Linked DNA regions of Mus musculus: all the other regions are linked to region 1. The links are chromatin contacts, called in public Hi-C and HiChIP or PLAC-seq maps. All regions are on one chromosome and are shown on one strand. Each heading gives the region's core, a stretch centred on a gene start, on an enhancer-like site or on the middle of the called end of the contact. The rest is flanking DNA. Distances are from core to core; before and after follow the strand shown. Region 1 has its middle 59 kb from the start of 4921525O09Rik. Region 2 has its middle 110 kb from the start of Gadd45g. Region 3 has its middle 65 kb from the start of Gadd45g.

Evidence for each region. A called contact is a pair of places that touch in the nucleus more often than the background predicts. HiChIP or PLAC-seq counts read pairs in DNA pulled down with a chosen protein or histone mark.
Region 2: an H3K27ac HiChIP or PLAC-seq map of regulatory T cells shows a contact between it and region 1, with 2.7 times the contacts expected there. The contact joins two enhancer-like sites. A contact is called at or near these places in 1 of 15 datasets of contacts at CTCF or cohesin (CD8 T cells), 2 of 484 Hi-C or Micro-C datasets (bone marrow-derived macrophages and nephron progenitors), 6 of 115 datasets of contacts at active chromatin or transcription factors (effector CD8 T cells, embryonic basal ganglia, large pre-B cells and 3 more) and 1 of 9 other capture datasets (embryonic stem cells).
Region 3: a contact with region 1 is called in a Hi-C map of liver, with 2.8 times the contacts expected there. The contact joins two enhancer-like sites. A contact is called at or near these places in 1 of 39 promoter capture datasets (liver), 1 of 15 datasets of contacts at CTCF or cohesin (CD8 T cells), 8 of 484 Hi-C or Micro-C datasets (astrocytes, bone marrow-derived macrophages and liver), 3 of 115 datasets of contacts at active chromatin or transcription factors (astrocytes and regulatory T cells) and 2 of 9 other capture datasets (embryonic stem cells and embryonic trunk).

What each region holds. Positions count from the first base shown.
Region 1 is chr13:52,154,058-52,157,047 of GRCm38.p6, forward strand. No RefSeq gene overlaps it. Among named protein-coding and RNA genes, the nearest start is that of 4921525O09Rik, 59 kb to the left of the region's middle. Within about 2 kb of position 1,569, at least 116 of the 459 cell types and tissues checked have an H3K27ac peak or open chromatin away from gene starts, as enhancers often do. A contact at or near this core is called in CD8 T cells, liver and regulatory T cells, where this site is marked.
Region 2 is chr13:51,950,335-51,953,407 of GRCm38.p6, forward strand. No RefSeq gene overlaps it. Among named protein-coding and RNA genes, the nearest start is that of Gadd45g, 110 kb to the left of the region's middle. Within about 2 kb of position 1,532, at least 24 of the 459 cell types and tissues checked have an H3K27ac peak or open chromatin away from gene starts, as enhancers often do. A contact at or near this core is called in CD8 T cells and regulatory T cells, where this site is marked.
Region 3 is chr13:51,910,077-51,912,998 of GRCm38.p6, forward strand. No RefSeq gene overlaps it. Among named protein-coding and RNA genes, the nearest start is that of Gadd45g, 65 kb to the left of the region's middle. Within about 2 kb of position 1,390, at least 41 of the 459 cell types and tissues checked have an H3K27ac peak or open chromatin away from gene starts, as enhancers often do. A contact at or near this core is called in CD8 T cells, liver and regulatory T cells, where this site is marked.

The sequences.
Region 1 (2,990 bases), core at 319-2,818:
TATTAATAAGATCATGATGGTGATGAGAACAGGGATGTTTCAGAGGCTGGGGATGACCTGTCAGCTATACAAGACACATCTGTGACAGAGAAGAATCCATAGTGGCTCTCGCATACTGGAAGTCCTGGTGGCAGAGCTGAGAACCCATCACGTTGCAGGGATGTCAAACAGTATTGAACAGAGCTGTGAGCCAGGGTCTGCTGCTGGCACAGCACTTGGTTCTTCCAGACAAACAGGCCAGTTTCCCAGGATTTTGCAAGCAGCAGATGAGACCTGAATGATCACACACCAGATCTTGGCAGGGATTTGCTGTCCCTGTTTGCAAGATTGTCCCAGATTGGATCACAATGTACATAGAGATGGCTCTGAAATTCCCTCAGAGAACAAATTCCTCAATACAACTCTTCATCTGGAAATTTACCTAGCCACCCCCACCCCCGTCCACAAAAATGCTAACGTTTTTAAACTTGAAGGTGCATCAGAGGGGCCAGATGCAGTAGCAGACACATCTGTAAGCCCAGCATTCTTACAGTGAGATGGGAGGCTAAGACAAGGAGCCACAGAAGCGTGAGGGTCAGCTAGCCTTGGAGTGTGCAGTAGGGGACAGTAAGAGTGTCTCAGGCAAAAAGTCCCTGTATGGTTTAATAGGACCAGCAGAGGTTGTCCTGTGATCTCCACCCATGAGCTGTGGTATGCTTCCTCAGCCATGTTAATAAAGAGGGCAAGAATAAAAACAGTGATCAGCTGAACAGATTGGTGTTACCATTTATTTGGTGCATCCCAACACCCTGCTAGCATCTCTGTTTGCTTTGTGTCTGCACGCTCCACTCCTCTCTGGGGGGACGGAGAGTGCAAGGGGACTTGATTTTACTCCAGGGTGCACGTTTAGCATGGAAGCCACGGCTGCCTGCAGCAAGCAAGCAGGAGGGTGGAGGAGACTGTAGCCTCTGCTGGACACTGTGAATCGGTGCTTGTTCTGTGCTTACAATGAACATCATCACCATAGAAACCTGGCAAGAGCTGTGTAAGAGTCTGCAGCCTTCGCCAGATGAATGTTTTGCTGTTAGGATTTGCTGTGGTCCTATTAAATCATACGGGGTGTTTTTCTGCCGGGCAACAGGCGCTGTCATAAAATGCATCCATCATCAGATCCTCACGCCACCCGTTGACCAGCCCCATGGTGCGTGTTGACATAAGCGGGCTGCAAACGGCACCCACAGCTGCAGGCTTGTGACAGGGACTCCCTTGCAACAGGTGTATGCTTTAAAGGACCCTGAACCTGGATTTACAGTGAGGCCAGCTGCTGCCTTTGGGACTGACCATTTGTCATCTCTAGATGGGTCACCCTCCTAAAAGACTAGCTTGTTGGAAATTCTATCCTCACCCATGGGACCCTGTCATAATTTTCTTTTTGCTGGCTTCTGCTAGCAGGGAGAAAAGAAGCTGAACAGCTTGCCCAAGCTTTAAGTTACAAAATCAACCAAACAAAACACTCACTTAGACCAGGCAGTACTGAAACATTCCAGAGATCTGAGAGTCCCAAGGTTGGTTAGGAACAAGGTCCTTGCCTCCTCTGGCAGAGTCCAGAGGTGACACCCAGCTCTGCTTTGTACAGCAGAAAGCATCAGCTCTGAACACCATGGCCCGCTAAATGTCCTCCACAAGAAAAATATTGTGGGCAGTTTCTATTCTGGGAGGAACTTTTGGTAAACAAAAACTTTATCCGGGTGCCACTCATCACTGTACTGAAGAAGGGGAAAAGACTTGAAATAGCCAAGTGGACGATTTTGGTTGGCTCAAAGCCCGAGTTCTTCTACCAGCTTGGGTACTTTGAGACCCACACTCACAGAGTGCTCTTGGAGCTTCCTGACAAAGTTTAACTTGAGTGGCGCAGGCATGTACAGTTTTCTTTCTCAAAGTGAAAGTGACACGTGTTCAGAGGAGACCAGGAAGACGTAAGAATGTAAATCAATAAACGGTTTGCAGAACTGACCCACAACCTCCTGACCTATATATAACTGAAGGCCTACTGACTTGCGGTGTTCGTTCCTCTTGCAGAGAGACTTAGAGAAACAAGAGGAAACATTTGGAAGCTGGGGATCCAATTAATGAGGATTAGAGTCAGGTCTGGAAGTCCAGATGTCATAGCAACAGAATTAGGGTTAGGTAACATCCAGCTATATTGTCTTTCTCTAAGAAGCCTGGAGAGGCCAGAGGGAAGTGACGACCTGGGAAGGTGTGCTCTACCTAGGATCCCTCTGTCCTTTACATCGGTGGCTCTTGGGGGCTGAGGATGACCTTAGAGAACCTGCCTAGCATGCGTGAGGTCCTGAGTTCAATCCCCGGCACTGGAAGTAAAACAACTTACAAGGTCCAGCCAGAACTACTCAGCCTCCTTCAGTGTCAGGCACACACTTGCAGAGATGTATACAAGAATGCAGGGGGCTTGGGAGATGGGTCTCCATCCAGTGGGGAGCCCCAATCCCTAGGTTTGTGGTGTGGAGCTAGAGAGTCTTATGTCTCAGAACCTGCAGCTGCAGGGGTCTCAGAGTTCAACAGGTAGGGAGAAAGAGCCTCTTGGGCTCCAGCTCCCTTGGCTGACAGGGCTCTCTCACACAGAAGAGTTCACGCCTGGGCTGCTAATTGGATGGGTGTAGACCTTAGCTATCACAAGAGGATAGGCTAAGGGTCTCGTGGCCTCTTTCCTTCTTTAGGAAATTGAAATTACAGATCTAGACTAAGCCTCAGATGAATAGGAGTGTCCATCTCTGCACATGTCTGCTAGGGTGGGGTTGGGGCGCAGCCTCTGGGGCACTAGTTATGGGTCCACAGTGGGGATCCTGAGAAGCCTGGACTCTATCTTTGCGGGAAGCTTCAACCCCTAAAGCAAAGGTAGTATTTGGTCTCGGGAAAGACGCCTGGATGGAATTTGGGGTCCGGGCTCTTTCCTCCAGGCATGGGAGATACAGCACTGAATAAATATAGACAGG
Region 2 (3,073 bases), core at 282-2,781, 200 kb before region 1:
TGCATCCCAGCAGGACATCATGAGAGCAGAACTGTCTGGAAAGCCGTTCTTCACCTCTCAGCAGACAGGAAGTAGAGACAAGGGGGCATATAGAAAGAAGCCCACACAGGATACAGCTCCCAGGGACCTACCCCACCGATGGACTTCCTCCAACCAGGCCCCACATCCTGTCTTTCACAGTCTCCCACTAATGCCAGGATATAATGACTCCATCAAGGGATTAAGTCATTCATGGGGCCAGAGCCCTTCTAGCCTAATCTTCGTGGCCAGAGAGAGGTGAGCCTCCCTGATCTCTAAGGCATTGCTCTCGCCAATCAGGCAGAGAAGCAAAGTGAGGCCTGCAGCTTTCTCGTCTCTGTGTTGGCTGCTCGAGCAAGAGGCATCAAGTCCTAACACTCTTGGAAGAGCAAGGCGTTGGCAGATTTGGTGCCTGTGGGGGAGCCACTTCTTGGTTTGTAGATTCTCATGTGGCAGCAAGGACTAGAGGCCCCCTGAAGCCTCCTCTCTGAAAACACCGTCTCCTCAGGACTTGAGTAGTCTCCCAGTCTCCATCTTTGGGAACTCTCACACAGAGGCTAGGGGTCAGTATGAAATTTAGGGGTGTGAATATTCAGTGTGTTGAACTCTGACCTCCTCATGGTAGATACATTTCCTCCCAGGCTGTTGGGGTCTTGGTTTCCTCTTAAAACCTGTGTGTGTGTGTGTGTGTGTGTGTGTGTGTGTGTGTTTACTTGTGTGCAACTATGTAAGTGTGGAGGTCAGAGGATAGTTCAAAGGAGTCATTTATCTCCTGTTACCCGGTGGGCTCCAGAGTTTGAACTCAGGCCATGGTACTGCGCAGGCTCCTCTGCCTGCTCAGTTGTCTCACCCACTCTGCGTCTCCTTTGATCCATGAGAAATGCTTATATAGAGCTGTGCTCAGTATGTGGACCTGGGCATGGAAAGACAAGCTCTCAGATGAGAGTGCGACTCAGGTAGTAGAATGCTTGCCTAGTGTGCTGGAAGCCCTGGGTTCCATACCCAGCATGGTGCAAAGCTGGTGTGATGGGATAGCCCTATAACCCCAGCAGGAGGATCAGAAATTCAAGGCCACTCTCAGCTACATAGTGAATTGGAGGCCTGGCATTCATTAGACTTGGACATGGGGAGGGCAGGAGAAAGAGGGAGAGAGGGAGGGAGGGAGGGAGGAATGGAGGAAGGAATGGAGGAAGAGAGTGAGAGTGAGAAAAAGACAGACAGAGACAGAGAGAGAGAGAGAGAGAGAGAGAGAGAGAGAGAGAGAGTATGAGAGAGCAAATTCCCTTTCTTTGACTTGCTCCAGACCCAGCAGAGGCAGGCATGGCCTAAGAGGGGAGCTCAGAAGCTCAGAGGACCCTGACTCTGTGGGTTTGAGGTTACGTTGGAGGGAGTTTTGCTGATACAATTTCCTTAAACACTTTGCGGGTTTTCTGTGAAGCTCAGTGAGACCTACTCCATTAGAAAAATGCAATAACCACAGATCTCTTTGATATACGTTTTTCTCTACTTTGGGCTTTCGCTGTGACAGTCAGTACCCACGAGCTTCCTAAAAGGCTCATCGGTGGCAGCTGAGCTTTGATGAACTGGGAGGCAGGCACAAGTTGAATCTCTCAAGGATGTCTGAGCTCTACAGAGTGAATTAGATGTGTTGGTCATCCTAGGGTTTTTACAGGTTGGATAGTCGTTTATAAACACACACACACACACACACACACACACACACACACACACACCATGTAGACCCACATGTGCTCGAAAGCACTCACATACTCACACATATTTATCTGAAGCTATGTAGACTTCTGAACCCAGTGAAGCGTCATTACAGGTCTGGGACAGAGACAACTTCATTACCTGTTCCGCTTGTCCCACCTCAGAGACCTGCTGCCCTCCCAGTTGGCTTCAGTACACTGCCATAGACAACTGTCTTTGGGGGCTTCAGAACATGGCAATGCAGCTCAGGACATCATCAGAGTGACCTTTACTTCTTTTATATCCAAAGATGGCAGGTCGCATGTCCTGTGGGGGGGAGGAGCCTGGAGACCATCCCTGAATCTTGTATGGAACTGTGTGCCAAGTTTTGTCAATGATGTTATCTTGTATGGAGCAACCCACTCTGGCCTTAGTTCTGGAAGGGGGTGCACAGATTCTAAAAGGGTGTGTGTGTGTGTGTGTGTGTGTGTGTCTGTGTGAAAGTATGCTGAGCTGACCTAAAGAAAATCCCTCCCATCGTCAGTGATGGACAGGTGGCTTTTGAGACCAGAGTAGGAGCAGATGTGCAGAGCCAAGCCCGGCCTAAGTGTGACACAGGCTACTACCCTGATAACTTCATCCTATCTTTGGGTTGAAGATTGTGCCCCACTGCCTAGCCCTCCCAGCACTCTGTGGCCACCGAGTCTTCGGCTGGTGAGCAAATGACTAACACAATAGGCTAGGTTGCAAAACATGGATGCCAGAAAACTGTGTACTGGTTCCTTCTCCAGGGCTGCCCATCCCAGAGTGAAAGCAAATGGCTGACCACACCCCCTCACTCTGTCTGTTACTCCAATGGGTCTGATCTCTGGCAATGCCTAGATGACAGAGACTGTAACCCTTGCTGTTCGAGGTAACTTACAGGCACCTCAGCATGCCACAGGCTGTTAGGACAGATGCTTGGTTTCAGCCATCAGCTCTTTCTGATGTCTTATAAGTATCTTGTGGGGAGCAGAATGAACCTCTAGGAGTCCTGATTGCAGCCCCTTCCTTCCCAACTAATAGCCCTGGCTGATATGCTTGTAGCTCGTGACAGGACAGAGCCTGGTTCATCTCTGGCCAACTCTCTCAGAGCAGTCATCTGAAAAGCATGGGACAGACACTCTAACATAGCAGCTGAGGGTGTTGGGGTTGCTGAATTTTACACTGTCAGCACTTAATTACTAAGGTTAGCATGCTGTTGGCAGCCTGACAGGATAGGTAGGCCCGAGGCCTCTGGCTTCTCCTGAGAGATGTGCAGAGTAGCCCGGGTGGAAACTGGCTTGGGCAGCTGTCAGATTTTCCCCACATGAAAGGGGCCCAG
Region 3 (2,922 bases), core at 140-2,639, 240 kb before region 1:
TGGTGAGATGGCTCAGCAGGTAAGAGCACCCGACTGCTCTTCCAAAGGTCCGGAGTTCAAATCCCAGCAACCACATGGTGGCTCACAACCATCCATAATGAGATCTGACTCCCTCTTCTGGAGTGTCTGAAGACAGCTACAGTGTACTTACATATAATAAATAATAAATAAATCTTTAAAAAAAGCTATTGAAAAAAAACCCAATAGGAATTTGTCAGGGAGGTTTTAAAAAATGGAAATAATGCCCCAGGGTCTGCTGGCCTTCTGTGCGCAGGGCTAAAGGGATTTGGGATTTTCCTAGGGAGAGTGTCACATGATCATATGGCTCGGTGGGTCTCTTATCAGCCATCAGCCAATTACTTGGATGAAGGGTCTGCATTGGAAGGCAGCCCTGTCCCCACCTTTGATCTAGAGACATCGTGCATTTCTCATGAGGCTACAATAAACAATACTTTTCCTAGGCAGGCAGCTATGATGCCCGTCAAGGCGTGCTCTAGGCTTTGTATTGTTTTTAGCTTCCACACACTTTCACATACACAAAAATATATGTAGCACTGGTGAGAGCCCCACGAACTGCTGAGACAATGCCTGATGCCAGTTGTTGTATCTTCTGAAAGTATACCTAATGTCAATGTTTAAGGAGTTGGCATATCCTATGAGAATTGTACCTAGATGTTTGCTATTCAAAAAGATGTCATTATAAATGGTAAACACATCCAACTACTCACATATCTACCAGTTCATCATCACCCATCCATCCATCCATCCATCCATCCATCATCCATCCATCCATCCATCATACACCATCCATCCATCATACACCATCCATCCATCCATCCATCCATCCATCCATCCATCCATCCATCCATCCATCCATCCATCATCCATCCATTGGTATTGTCTGTACATCCACCTAGTGTCATCAACACCTGCCCATTCATCTGTCACCATTAACGGTCCATCTGTCACTCATCTATATACTGTTTATATGTATGTAATAGTAGTATCCAAGAATTTCATTTAAGGATAAACATGAGTGTTAAAATGATTGATTATCAAAAGGGATTGTTCAGTCCAACTTTCTTCACATACAAATTGCTGGTGGCATGAGGTCTACAGCTTAGCCTTCTGCCACTGAGCCAATAGGACCCTGCATCAGGTAACCCATGCGTGTGTCACTTGGGCCTGTCTGCAGGTGCTCTCTACCTGAACCCAGGTGGGAGAGCCCTAGCCCTGTGGCTCACCATCTGGGGTATGCACGTAAGGTTTATTACTGCATCGACAGAGGTGCTGGTCTCGGCTGATGTACCTGCTCCCATCAAAGCCTTGTACCCAGAGAGTTCCCGGAGGCAGTAGAATATTTGCTTTCGGGACTCTTTAGCACTGTTGGGAAATGTGTGTTGACATTGGTGATAAGGTAGCAGGCCGGGAAGCTGGAGGGAAGAATGGGCTCTCCTGAGCAGGGCGGAAGATCTGTGGTCTCCAGGTTCTTGTGTCCTTGGCTTGTTGTCGCAGTGCAATGGGGGAGGAAACGGAGAATCCCCAGAGTCCCTCCTGACTTGGGGAGGGGGGGGCAGGGAGGGATCCTTCGAGTACAAGCAGGTGTCAGCCCTCAGCTGTGAACCTGAGTAGCAGAAGGGCAAGCTTCCAAGTCACCCCTTTTCCAAGTTCAAAGAACCTCTACACTTCCTTGAACTGCCCTCCTCCACCCTGTTCTCGGGCTCACAGAGGAGCCGCGCCCCTACCCGCTTAGCTGTCAGCTTTCCGTGAGGTGGCCTTGGGGTTTGGGATCTCTCTTTGAGGGGCGAGGGCTTTGATGTGCGGCTGCTCTTAAGCAATCTTTTAACTTCAGTTTCCACACCATAGGGGTGTGCTGAGCAGGGTTTCTTTGTTGACTCTGAAATTACCTTTGAGAGTGATTCTGGAAAAGGAGAGTCAAAGCCATCTGGGAGAAAATCCTGGAACTTCCCCTTGGCTGGGTAGCATGAGTTCTGGTGGGATTGGAGACCGGTGCTGGAGCTACCAGATTTTTGGTCCTACTATGTTCAGGTTGTCTGTATTGGGGCAATGGCTGCTATGGAGTTCTGTGGAGAGGTTTCCAGAGCTCGCCTCTAAGAGAGAGGGGTACGTGTATACATGAGCGTGTGTGTACCTATGTTGTACACATGTCCCCTGTCTCATCAGGGACAGGAAGGAGACAGACAAGCCCCCAGAAGTTCCTTTTGGAGGCAGTCAGTTTGAGGGAGTTATAAGATTTGGGCCCAGAAGGAAGAGCATTCAGCACATTGTCTAGAAGCTTAGAGTTGAAGTCCCGCCTGATTCTGTTTGACTTAATTTGTCTCTTCAGTACTCTGTGGTCACTCCCCCTCCCCACCCCCCTGCCCCAGGGTGAACAGATCACCTAGTGGTGGATTCTGGGTAATGGGCCACCGTGGGTCCCAGGCTTCCGTGGGAATGTAAGCACCCACTGTCTGTGCATGCTAGCTATGGGTGAAACCCTTCACCTGTAACCCTGGAGCCAGATGGGATTTGAGCCTGCGGCTGTTTTGGGCAGTGTGTGGATCACATGCTCCACCCAACCCCACTGTGTGTGGGTAGCAGCCGGCAGGCAAAGGTATTAATGTTTTATAGCAAAACTAAGTCAGGCAGAGAATGCCTCACGTGCATTCAGGTTGAACCCTGCCTCTAAACCTGTTATGAAACAGTGTCTTGTTCCCAGGGCTTTCTGGATTTGGAATGACTGGCTAGGAACTACAGAACTGCAAGATAAACAAGCCCATTTGACATATTAGACTGGAGAATCAGGCTTGGAGCTTTGCTGGCCTACCATTTGAATGTGTGCACTGGTGGCTATGGGCATGTGAGTGTGCTTGTGGAAGTGTAAGTATATGCATGTGTGTAACAAGTGTGTGCACGTGACTA